Linked DNA regions of Mus musculus: region 1 is linked to region 2. A link is a contact called in public Hi-C data. All regions are on one chromosome and are shown on one strand. The core of a region is the stretch at or near the end of the contact, and the rest is flanking DNA. Distances in the headings are between cores, read along the strand shown. Region 1 holds the start of Aym1 (activator of yeast meiotic promoters 1). Region 2 holds the start of Sgsm1 (small G protein signaling modulator 1).

The links. A called contact is a pair of places that touch in the nucleus more often than the background predicts.
Region 1: a Hi-C map of nephron progenitors shows a contact between it and region 2, with 2.6 times the contacts expected there. The contact joins the promoter of Aym1 here to the promoter of Sgsm1 in region 2. A contact is called at or near these places in 7 of 39 promoter capture datasets (the SN4741 cell line, cranial neural crest, embryonic stem cells and 3 more), 1 of 15 datasets of contacts at CTCF or cohesin (embryonic stem cells), 10 of 484 Hi-C or Micro-C datasets (cerebellum, cortical neurons, embryonic stem cells and 2 more), 5 of 115 datasets of contacts at active chromatin or transcription factors (embryonic stem cells and forebrain) and 2 of 9 other capture datasets (embryonic stem cells and macrophages).

What each region holds. Positions count from the first base shown.
Region 1 is chr5:113,355,057-113,361,332 of GRCm38.p6, reverse strand. It overlaps Aym1 (activator of yeast meiotic promoters 1), which reads right to left and starts at 4,039. Exons shown (of 1, transcript NM_001012726.2): 1 at 3,512-4,039. The coding sequence starts at 3,816. The coding sequence ends at 3,679. It also overlaps 1700016C19Rik.
Region 2 is chr5:113,305,907-113,312,621 of GRCm38.p6, reverse strand. Sgsm1 (small G protein signaling modulator 1) reads left to right here and starts at 1,836. Exons shown (of 25, transcript NM_172718.3): 1 at 1,836-1,948; 2 at 2,031-2,074. The coding sequence starts at 1,930.

The DNA of each region.
Region 1 (6,276 bases), core at 2,790-5,289, 47 kb before region 2:
AGATCTACAATGCAGCCCCGCTCTAGACTCGGTCACAGATAAACATCCTACACTACCCCTCCCCCAATTCAGTTTTGTAAAATAACTACTGGAGTTTATGGTCCTTTGCCCTCAGGGACAGTAGGAATGGTCTCAGGAAGGAGCAGTTTGACTTCCCAAGGACTGATTGTGCATCCAGGAATTATAGGTGAAAAATTTCAAAGTAGAAATGAAGATAATGGCTTATGAAAAAAATATGCTTTAACACAGGTGATAGGACTGCTCAGATGTTACTGTTTGTCTATATCCAAGGCAAGGCTGCTCCCTGGAGAACAATCGATCAGGAGGGTTTGGAAGTCCTAGAAAATGCGCATTCTGGCAAACAGTTGTTAATGATCCGAGGCCAAAATTAAAGTTGCAAGAGAATGAGGTTGAAATAGACAGTTTGGTGGATACAGGAGCTGTTGCAACTATTACTTCACAAAAATCTTGGTATTCAGAATGGCCGCTTCAAAAAGTTTATACCCAGTTTCTAGGAATTGGACGTTTATCTCAGCTAAAACAGAATGTGTGGTGGGCTACATATTGATAGCTATATTTCAAGGCCAGTGTGGGACCAGAAGGTCATCAAGGAAAGGCATAAGACCGTCCAAGGCTGACATAGCCGTACATTTATGGGGGCAAGATTTATTTAAAAAGAAGGGATTGGGCCAGCAGATGAGAGGAGAAGGCACTTGGGGCAGAAGATGCCATTAGAAGACAGTGGGACCAGGAGAAGCTGAGCTGAGGCTTCAACAGTTGATACAGCCAGCCTGGAGCTGCTGGTATTGGGGAAACGGGGAGAAGGGGCTATTTAAGGAGGCCGTCGGGGAGCTTCAGGAGGAACAGCTGGGAGAATGCTCTGGAGGAACGCTGGGCTGTGAACCAGGAGAAGGGCAGACAGGAAGGTAAGAGAGCTGGTTGCTGTTCTAACAGCTAGGCCTTTTGCGGTGGATGGTGACTAACATTATTAACACAAACTCACAGTTAATCAGAGTGCCAGTGGAGGGCTGGCTCACACACAGGTATACACACTCACCATTCCCTTGCAGCTGGGGCTCAGGTAGCGTCACGGGGTGGAAGCAGGGGAGAGAACCACTGCGCTATACAAACTCACAGCAGCTGTGGTTGCCTCCAAACGCTAAAGGCAGGTGGCCATCATGGAGAGGCTCGAGAGTCCCCAGCCCAGGCTGAGAAGCAGTAGGGAGTGGTCTCTGGTCGGTCAACTGTGAGCCAGTGGATGATCTCACATGTCATACAAACGTATATCTGTATACGGGCAGCAGGGTTCTGTCGGCTGGGCATGGTGGGTGGTGTGCATCTTTAATTCCAGAACTCACAAAGCAGAGGCAGGTGGATCTCTGAGTTCAAAGCCAGCCTGGTCTGCATAGCATGTTCTAGGACAGCCAAGGCTACATCCATAGAGACCCTGTCTCAAAACAAATAAAATTTTTAAAAAAAGGAAAAAAAGAGGGACACGGAGTTTACAGGGGAATAGATCTGGGAAGAGTTAGTGGGAGGTGGGGAGGTGATTATGTTCACAAATGTATAATAAAATCATCAAAGGATTCATAAAATATATTAATATTGTACTATATTTTATAATAATAAGCGATCAGCTATACACTTAGCATCGTCTTAGCCTTTCAGCACTGTTAGAGCTTCATCCATGGCTGAAGCCGCTCTCTCCCCAGCAGACTCCTATAAGGAGCGGTGCACCTGCTTCTTGGGGCTTCAGTCCAAGGTGGATAAAAGCCTCCTCAAGACATAAAGTAAAAAGTCAGACAAACGGCGCCACATGCTGCATGCGGTTCAAGGAGCCATGATGCTGATGTTCTGTTACTGTTTCATGATACAAAGGATGGCCCTGAAATATAGCTATCAAAACTATAAGCTTGTTCCGCTTGTAGGCTGCTACACCATGAAAAACTATTCAAAAGGGAAAGGCCCGAGTTCAGGCTCTGCGAGGGCGCCTCTGTGATGTCCTCAGAACCGGCTCCTTACCCTGATCTTTTAGCCCATCCTGTCCCACTGTGACACAAGACTGCAGAGTTTATTGGGGGGGGGGCGACACACATTTATTCTTACCTCTAGAGTCTGGGAAAGTCTGAGATCAAGGGATGAGGGCAACCGTTCTGGCCGGTATTGTCATCCCAGGGCGCCTCCAGGCAAGAGAGAGCAGGCTCAGTCTGCCTTCACGTCAGCCCACCTCTCCAGGGAGGAAGCCACACCCTCAACATCCATTCACAACAGCTACACGGTCAGAGAGAACTGACCCGAACGTGACCCCCCATGGCTCAGCCTCACTGCAATTTCCCGTTCCAACCCAGGCTCCTTGAGGAACACCACTCAGCCCACAGCTGTCGCCAAGGTGCAGCCAGCCCTGCAAGGGGGCTCCAGGGAGCCTCCCTGTGCGACAGCTCCAGTTTCAGACCAGCGTGAGGAGTCAGCAGGTAAGTCTTACACCCCTTCCCAGAGTTCCCAAACAGGGTCCCCATCCACGTCCTGCAGTAACTCAAGAGACGCCCGTGAGATGCTACCCACAACTAAGGGCAGCACGAGTGTGTGCCATGCGAGGCTCTCTACAGAGTACAACTCATGTTTATTAGTTGAAAAATTATACAGTAAATTCTGATCGTGGTTTCTGCTCCAGGCATCTCCTCCCAGATCCTCCCGCCTCTTCCAACACCAGACTTCCTTTCTCTTTCTTTTCATAAAACAATGCGGCAAATTTAAAAAAGAAAAAAAAAATTCAAATGAAAAGGAAAAAAAATTAAGACAAAATCAGAAAACATAATATACAAACAAGACTAGTAACACACCGAGGGACACAGGGGAGGAAGGCAAAGGGGAAAAAGAGAGGGGGTGTGGGGAGGGAGGGGGAGAGAGAGCACAAAACACAAATCTCAAACAAAAATATGAGACCAAAAAAACCCTGCCAAGGATGCCATCGAGTTCTTTTCCTGGTGGCCACATGCTGCTGGACACTGGACCTACCCTTAAATGTAGTTTATATACCCAGTGAGACGAAACTGGAGAAACTCCTTTCAGGCCCTTAAAAGACTGGAAGGGTATTTTTTGTTTGTTTGTTTGTTTTTTGGTTAGGAATTGGGGGAGTTCAGTTCCCCCAGTAGATGCTATGAACATATCTGCTTTGACCCTGTGCAGGCCCTGTGCACCAGTTGTTATTTCTGAGCGTGGAAGGTGGCATTTGGGTATCGGCCTCCGCATCATCCTGTTCTTGAAGCAGAGTTCACAGAACCATGGCAGCACACACACAGAGTCTAACTCTTAAACCTGAGAGGCCAGAGAGACCCCAGGCCCGGGGGCTGATTGCAGGATTCTCTTGTCTGGAAATGGAAACTTGAAGTACAAGTAAGAGGATTTACTGGAAATGACATTTAGGCATTTAGTGGCACAAGCAGGGCAGGGCACAGCCAATACACAGATGAGTCTCATTGGCTGTGTGCCAACCTTTTTTTTTTTTTTTTTTAGTTCCCTGACAGCTACAGGCTGGGGGGAGAGCAGGGATTGGGAGGGGGCATGTTTTAGGATGATGTGTGCTCCATTAACTCTTCGTGCTCCAGGAGGATGTGAAGTGGAAATTTGAAGCCCACTTCTTTCCCACCAGGGGCATCGGCTGAGAGCAGAGAGCAGCATTTACTTATTCCCTGAACTACCTGAGCACAGCAACAAGCTCAGTGGAGAATGACCCCGTGCAGTGCGCGTGCTCCTCTCTCTAAGAGATAATGGAACTAGAGCATCCTCAGAAAGTTCTGTGAGAGCACGGGGCTTCATTGCTAGACAGGGAGGGGTGTGTAGACTCACAAGGTTAGCATTTCCTTCTCAGCCCACCCTGGTCCACAGTTCAGTTGCCCTGGCATTTCTGAGTGGTGTCCTCTGTCTTGGTCTCAGTGCTCTGCCCCCCACCCCTGCAGTGGCTTCTCCGGGTGAGGGCAGGAGGACACCCAGGCACTGTTCCCAAAGCTTCTGCAGGACGCAGGAGCTGCTCAGCCAGCAGCTGCCCCTCTGCCGGGCACACAGCTCCGGGGGGGGGGGGGTTGCAGGGGGAGGGGGCGGTGCTGGCAGCTCTGGAGCTGGAGCAGGGAAGAGGGGACCAGTCCTGCTCTAGCTCAGAGCCCTTAGGGAGATTCCCTCCCATCCCACCCCCCACCCCAAGGCCCAGAGGGAAGATCTGCAGCCTTTGAGCACTCCAGTCCCTTATCCCACCCCTACCCTCTTCAGCCTCTCACTCCAGCAACCTGTGTGTGTGAGCTCACATGTGTTTCCTCCGGCATCTGTTACATGGGCCTGGGCAGCATTTTCTGAGCCCACTTCCAGCTTCTTTACTCACAGATTCCAAATATTTGTGCCAACCGTGGGCCACGCATGGCCAAGCCCAATGGCACGCAGGTGAAAGAGAAGGTAGAAGTTGCTTCTAAATTTACACCAAACTTCCAAACTACCTGCTTGTGTCCCGGGCACCCTTTGTCCTTATGGCCTGCCCAGGCTCTAGGGTATAAAAGACCTGTAAAAAGCGATAGCTGCCCCCAGCATCCTTACAGACCCCGCCCCCTGGCTTCCCTTAGCCGGCTGCAATCCCAGAGCTGCCCCTGCTCCAGCTTGCAGGACATCTCAAGGACCCAGTGACATTGCATGGGTGGTTGGTTAGTGTGTTTTCTAGATACCATTCCACGACCCAGCACCCTGGGTTCCTCTCTGCATCCCTGCTGAATTCTGCAGGCCTCCCCACTGGTGAGCCCGCCTCACAGCCCAGTTTGCTGTTTACTGACCTTATTATCTCTGGTAGAGGTGAGAGAGTTTGTAGGCTTGCGCCGCACACACCCGGACGTGTCCAAGACCCTTGCATAAAAAAGACTGCATTCAGAGCCCTGGGAGAATTCAGAAGGGTCCAGAGGGATGGCTGAGCATGCAGACACCGCTGCTAATGGAGAAGGAGCAGGAGTTCCAGTTCAACAGGGACACGGGACACGACTCGGCAGTCATGTGCTCACATCTATCACGTCTGCTAATGAGCTTTCCTGCCCAGGGCTGGGGCTCCATAATAGAGCTCTGAAGACAGCTCCAACCAGAGTTCCAGACCTCGGCTGTGAGCCCTGGCCCCCACTGTACCACCATCCAGAGTAAAAAACTCGACCCAAGGTTTCCCGCCACATCAGAGAAGGGAGGTGCCTCGACTCTCTTCCCCAGTGCCCTTTAGGAAGAGAGGCAGGACACCCTGTTGTTGGTTTCTCTGGTGTCGGACACCAGCAGACACCGTCGTATGCATCACACATGGGGGAAAAGTCTGGGGAGGAGAATGGGAGATTCCTATGCGCACACATGGATGAAGAGATTCTGTCCCACTGTACCTCCTGAGACTGGGTCTGAGAGTCACCACCCTAGACCCAGACATGCCAGGACCCACTGCCCCATGCTCTCCCCTCTCCCTGCCCAGGCTCTTGGGCTCCCTCTCCAATGCCATCATAAGCATAGCAGAGGAGCTTGGAGGGAGAGGGACGCCCCATTCTGGGGCCTTGTAAAGCTGCTGCATCCCATGTCTGGAAGCAAGCATGGCTGCCCTGCCCTCTCGTTCCCCCACACCCCCTTCCAGCCCATCTGCATACTCATGCTCCCACCCTAACTCTCTCAGCTCAAACTGCACCTAGTAAGGCCTGCATCATAGGACCCACACCAGCCTCACCTCCCTAGTGCGAGCGGTTCCTCCCCCCTCGAGTAAAAGAACTCGCCTCTCTCTGCTGGGAAAGACAAAGACACTTGGCATCTCAGGGGACCTCAGCCACAGTGCTTGTCCCAGTCTCCCTCCCATGTGGCAGTGGCACCTGACCCCCTTCTGTGGACTGCATCCCCCCCCCCCCCCCCCGCCCAGAGTTCTCAAACTTACACCATAGTGAGTTGCCACACCCTGCTGCCATCCCTGCCCTCAGGCGCAGGCTCACACCACAAAACAATACAATAAAACTCACAAAACAACACAAAAGTGGTACCAGTCACATGTGCAGCCCTTTTCCTTCATGTAACATAGAAGCTTAGACGGTCCCCACGGCCCTTCCGGGTTCTTAGAGCCTGTGGCTCACTCAGCAGTAAGGGTTCGTCAGAGCCTTCAAAGCTCAGTTTAAAAGTCAGCTCCTCCAAGGGGTCCCTGTGAGTCTTTCTGTCATTCTGAGCCTGTCCTGCTTTTCTAAACAGTGTGCTCGTGCACAGTTTGTCCTGACATATTGTGTCTCCCCCTACCAT
Region 2 (6,715 bases), core at 587-3,086:
CCCAGGAAATGAAAAGGAGCTGAATCCTACGTTCAAGGAGACAAACGGATTAAGGGAGTGGTGATCTCAGGGCAAGATCCCACCCAGCTAAGCTTATTGTTTGCAGCTAAACCGTGGATAGTTATATTATTATGATGTGATTATTGGTTTCACTTGGAGATAAGGAGATATGACTGTGTGTCAAACTGTCACAGGATGACACAAGCTTTTAGATCTAGGTGAAGGAAAGCTTAGGTCCAGGCATGGTGGACCATGACTTTGATCCCAGCATTCAGGAGATAGAGCCATGCAAATCTCTTGAGCTCAAGAGAGTGAGTTTACAGAGCAAGTTCCAGGACAGCCAAGCATATTGAAACCACCACTAGAAACCATTTATATTAGAGGAAAACTTCTATGTTCTCTGAAAAGGTTTGAAGGGCTTGGCGAGAAACATCTGATTCATCTTAACCTGCCCCTGGTGAGATGATCCACCCGGTCCATGGCTTGAGCTATTGCTTGCTTTGTGTATGGACCTGAAGAAAATTCTCCCACGTCTTGGGCTTGACTTTCTTTGTGTGTGAGGCTCATGGGGGGGGGGGGGGGGGCTGGAGGCTCGGTAAGTTTATGCAACCAGAGCTCCGGATGTAGTAAGTCCTCAATTATATTTGTCAAGTCCTTATTTCTCATTCTGTGGCATCCTGGAGACACTAAGCACACCTCACTGGAGAGAGTGGGGGAGGAGAGAGTGGGGGGGGGTATCGTGACAGAGACACCACTGCCACACACAAGAGGGGTTCTGGTATACACACACACACACACCAGAAGAGGTCATCAGATCTCATTACAGATGGTTGTGAGCCACCATGTGGTTGCTGGGATTTGAACTCAAGACCTCTGGAAGAGCACTCAGTTCTCTTAACCGCTGAACTGTATGGATTCCTCTTCCCCAAGCATTCCCCAGCCTCCTCCTTTCCCTTCTTGCTCAGAAAGAAAACTCAGCAAGATGCCCCTTGTTCCACAAGACAGCCCCGGTCACTGGTATCTCCCCTGCATCGACTCCACGTCCCTCTAGAACCTTCCAACCCTCTATCACTTGCTCAGATGGTTTACTGTCTACCATCTGAGTGCTGCGGCAATGTGTCCATCTCCTTTGCTTCAAACTCCCAACCCTGGGACTGAGAGATCCTGGCTGAACCCTGGTTCCCAGTATAGGGGGAGCAGCAAGTGAAGAAGAGGCAGGCTTCTTCCAGATGGGGAGTCAGTGTATCTGATTAGTCTGAAAAGGGAGAAAGGGAGAAGAGAGGAGGAGGAGTAAAAAGAGGAGGAAGAGGGGGAGGGGGAAGGGAAGGGGAGGAGGGGACGGAGGAAGGGGGTATATGAAACAGCAGCAGCTACCCCGTATGAAAGCTGGCCCTTTTTTTGTTTTGTTTTGTTTTGTTTTGTTTTTTTTGTCTTGTCTATGATGAGAATTACACATCAAATATCTCGCTTGATCATCAGCTCATTCTAGAACTTATACCCACTTTATACAGGATGAGTCTAGTTTTATTGTGGCGGCAGGGCCTGGCTATGTCGCCCAGGTTGAGTCCCCTGCCTCAGTCTCCCCACTGAGGAGTCGATAGGAGTGTGCCCCGTGCCTGGCTTTGCCTCGTTTCTAAATACGCGTGGATGGACACACGGGATGTGGAGCACGGTTCCGCATCTTAGGTCACCCTAGGCAACTTGGCAAGGCCTGTCGCTAACGCCTGGAGGAGGCTGGATGCGGATGCTCTGCTGTATGCTGTCCAGGAGGCGGCGCTGAGCTTTCGTGGGTGGGGTGGGCGGGATGTCAGGTTCTGACGTCTACATCCTGGGCTGTCATTCATCCCCTGCCGGTCCCGCCCCCTCGCGGCTGCAGCAGGGCGCGGAGCGGGGACGCGTCCGGGAACCGGGCACCGACCAGCTTGAGCCATGGCTTCGGTCCCTGCGGGTAAGCACGGGCGGGCAGCGGGAGGGCGGCCAGGCCCCGCGGCCTCGGTGCCGCTCACCGCGCTTCCCTGCTTGTCCCGCAGAGGCCGAGACCCGCCAGAGGCTGCTGCGCACTGTGAAGAAGGAGGTAGGGGCGGCCACCCCAGGGTGACAGGGCCACCGCGGGCTTCTGGCTGGCGGTGGCTGTGCATGGCTAACTAGGGCGGGGGCTGGGGAGGGGTCGCTGGAAAACGGGTGTTTCAGTGCGTGGGGCCCTCTGGGTGTAGGATCGGAAGGTGTCCAGGTGGGACCTCGCGGAGGGGCAGGTTCTCATTGCTGGGGGTAGAGTAGGGTGATGCGGGGCTCCTCATTAGAGATGCGGAATATCCCCGAGGAAGATCAGGTTTTGGGAGGGGACAGGTTCAATTTTGGAACATGAAGCTATCCCCCAACCCATGTCAGATACTCAGTCCTTGGAGCCACCTCTAGGTGCCAGGGACTTTGTGCAGGAGAGCCTGTGACCTGGGCCAGGGTCACAGAGCAGGTGCCCTCCACTGATACATGGGATCAGACAGGAGTGGCTGCCTGCCTCCCCCGGGATGAAGGAAGCAGCTGAGATCCTAGCCTTACCTCGGCGTTCACAGCCAGTGACCTCCCAGGGCCGTGGGAATTGGGAGAGTTTAGAAGGCTGAGGCGACGTTTAGATGTCTGTGGGCCTGTGGTGTAGATGTATGTTGCCCAGGACATGTGCATATATGTATGTGCACCTGCCTGGAAATACCTAAGGATGATCTATATATTGTGTCTGCTTGTGCGAGTCTACGAATGTGTATTTGTGTGAATGGGTAAGATTGAGTATGTATGTGGTGTGGCATTGCCCTCCCATTTTGGCTCCGCCCTATCCTTCAGTCACCCCCACCCCCCATTCCCGTCCCTGCTGCCTTGTCTTCATCCTGGGGTTCTTATCCCAAGTCCTTGCTTGGCTGTGAATCTGTGAGCCAGGCTGGAGTCTGTCCCTTGCTTCCTGAGCATGGAGGTGTGTGTATACCTGTGGGGTGTGTGTGCGTGTGTGCGCGCGCGCGTGTGTGTGTTAGGGGTGTCACTCAGGAGGGCCTCCCTTCCTGGTGGCAGCCACCTGGGCAGTTGGAGGCCCGGACCTGTCCCCGGTTCCTTCCTCCTCTTGGGGATCGTGGGTGTGTGCCTGTGTTTGTGTCTCTGTGTGTAGCACATTCCTTTTAAAGAACTAGCTCCGTGGATTGCTGCAGATTCTAGAATTTTCCTTCGAGGTGATATGTAAGATGGATAGAAGGGGGTCCCTCAGAAAGGCCTAGAAGTCTTTACCTCCATCTTTGTAAAGACCTGTTTGAAGATACTATCCAGACCCCAACCCTGAAACCTCACACCCCTGCCCTTCGGGGAAGGGTCTCAGCCCTTAGGTTTAAAGCTGGAAGGCCGTGGTTTTTTACCCAGCCCTGGCTGTAATGCTTGCTCCTCATGCCTGGAGCTGACCCCCACTTTACTAGGGAAATGGTTGACCAAATAGGATGTACAATGAAAGACAGGGTCAGCAGGCCCTGGGGAACCTAGGAGACATCCGTGTATAGCTGTGCCACATGGCCCCTCAGAGTTCATCTTTCCTACGTCCTCTCTTTGTAAGATCACCGCTTTCCCATCTGCAGAGTGACGCATGTGGCCCCATGGCCCACACACATGTCCCTTACTGTTCCTCCCCAGTCTAGCTTGGGTTCCTGGAAATGCTGTGGGGACATTGCTCTCCACCCTGTGTCCACAAGTCTGCTGGATTCCCTGCTTCTGTGGTCCCACTAAGTTTGGAGTGAGCCATCTTCTTGGCTCAAGCCGGAGTAGAGTGGCCAGGCAAGGACAGTTTCTTGCTGCTTTGTCCGATTACTAAAAGCTCCAAAGCTGGGAGCAGAAGTCGGGATTCCCAGTCACAAACTGCTCACAGATTCTAAATCTTGCATTTACGGAGGTCGGTCACCCAGAGGATCTGAGCTTCTTTGGGTTTTTTTTGTGCTCCGTGTACTGCAGACATAGTAACCCTATGAAGATGGTTGATACAGAACTGGGGCTTACAGTAGGGGAGTGGCTTCTAACAGCACCCAGCCAAGAAGGGCCAGAGGTAGTGTAATCACTCCCAGGTCATCCAAGCTCCTGGGGTACAGGGGTAACGTGATTCCCATCACCCTACTGGGAATAGGGTGCCCAGAAGCAGGAAGCCATGTTTGAAGTGTACAGACCCAGTGCAGAACATGAGCAAGTCTGCCATCTGCAAGCTCACAAGTAAGCCCCCTATGCTTGCCCTCTATGTACACTGCTTCCTCTGGCCACCTCTTTGGGTAATGAGCCACTCCTCCAATGTCAGATAGATATGGATAGGGAGAAAGTTGCCTCAAAGTCTGATCAGCAACTTCTCTGTCTGAGTTCAGATGAGCCACACCCCTGTGGACCACAGCCTCCCTCTTCCTCCTGGAAGAGGTGACAAGGGACTTCCCTAGATAGCCAAACAGCTGTGCAAGCCTGCCTCAGAGCCTGTGGGGTTGGAAGCTCTGTCCAGAGGCAGCCTGAGGAGCTGTCGGGACCCAGGACCTGTCTGGTAGTTCAGGAAGGAGCCCCAAGTTCAACCAGAGCTGTAGTTGGAGAGCCAGAACGGAGACATTCGGCTGGAAGAGGCAGAGGATGCAGGCAGACTCAGTAGTGACATGAGAAAGAGGAGGACTCTGGAAGGGACATGAGGTATTGTTTTACAAGACCATAACGCGTGCCCCAGCACTGAACAAAAACACCTGTGAGCCTGCAGGACACGACCATGGAGAACCATGAAAGCCGCGGCAGAGAGAAGGGACACAGAGGGCCAAGCTGCAGGGACACGCTGAACTTGAGGGTGCAGAGGCAGCTGGAGCAGAGATGAGGAACCTGCTGGAAACAGAGGTGCCCCCCCCCCACACACACACAAGGAACAAGAGGGGAACTGTAGGAAGCTTGGAGAATGTGGAAGGTGGCAAGGAGTGGGTGCCACCCAAACTGATGGCTTGTGAACTGCACAGTCTCTCAGAGGCATCTGTCTTTATCTTTGCCCATGTCTGGGTGTCCATTTTTTTTTGTCACAATAGGGATGAAGATGACTCAGAGGGCAGGATAAGCTAAGTGCAGACATCCACCCTGTCACCTGACATCCACCCTGTCTGTCACCTGTGCTCCTTTGGGGTCGGGTCAGTATCACAGGGAAGCTGTTTCCTCCAGCTAAAGCCCTCCCCTACCCCCATCTCTAAGCAGTCTCCTCTCTGGCATGTCTTCCCCTCCCTGCTGCCACCCCTTAATTTTGTTTTGGTTCCCAGAGCGAGCAGGGACTGGCTTCCCGTTGCCATGACAACAGCCATTAAAAGAGCCAGCCACGTGATCCAGGTTGATAACGGAAGCTAAGTGACTAACCTCCTTGTTTTCCTGCCTCTGGCTGCTGCCAGACCTCTTAATTGGAAAGGAGAAAGCGGGGGCCGGTGGGCAGCAGATGAGACCCCTGGAAGGAGTCAGTGCTAGGAGACAGAGCCTGTAGGGGAAGCCGTTGCTAGCACGGGGTAGGGAGAGAGCAGGGAGCCGTCCTGCGAAGCCATCCTCGCTGCTGCTGAGCCCACCCCATTTCCCAGCCCTGAAGTGGAGGAAGGGATGAAGGGGGGGATGTGCTAGGGAGGCTAAAGGAACGTGAGGGACTTGAGCTGTGTTACCATGGAGACGCTCGGGCTTCACTCGAACCAGGCAGCTCTAATGTAGGACTGGGGACAGCTTGGCCACCTCAAAACAGCTGCCAGATAACACGCAGGTCACCGCGCATGGCTCGAATCGCACACGGGGGTTAATGTGTCTTCTGTGTACGTGTGAAGCTCTGCCCCCGGGGGACATATGGTGTGTCTGGAAACATTTTGGTCGCAACAGCAGTGGGTGCTCCCAGCATCTGCAGGAAGAATCCAGGGATACCGCTTAACATCTTGTGGTATACGAGATACCCCCATGTGCCAGCATCATTACGCTATCCACCACCCTTCACCACCATCACTACGATTATCTCCACCACCTCCACAATCTACACCCCCTTCTACCATCACCAGCACCACCACAATTACCATCACCACCATCATCATAATCACCACCACCACCATCATCATCATCACCATGACTACCATTACCACAGCCCTGACCACTGTCATGAACATGACCACCATCTCCACTTCACCACCACATCTCTATAATCTGTCCATCAACAAAGACTCCTGCCTAGAACAGGACTTCTGATCCTTTCTTCCCCTGCCTTTCTGTTCTTCCATCCACAAATGTTTATTGAGCATCCCTGGGGTGTGACCCTGTTCAGGAAGCTGCAGCTTGGGAAATTATGCTCTCGCTGTACAGTTTAGGAGGAACACGGATGAGAACATGAACCATGGGGCTGAGGAGGCAGTAAATTGCTTCCTGTTGCTAGCGTCAGGGTCTGGGTTTAAATCCCAGGCGTTTGGGTAAAATCTGGGCACAGCAAGACACACGTGTAACCCCAGCGTTGGGAGGGCAGAGACAGGATGATCCCAGAGCTCCTGGACAGACACCGTAGCCAATCGGTGAGTTCCATGTTTAGTGGAGGATCCTAGATCAAGGAATAAGATGGAAAATGACTGGGGAAAGAGTACAGACATCAACTTCCAGCCTCCATGTGTACACATGCACACATACATACATACATACATACATACATGCATACATATACTATATATACAAAACATATAGA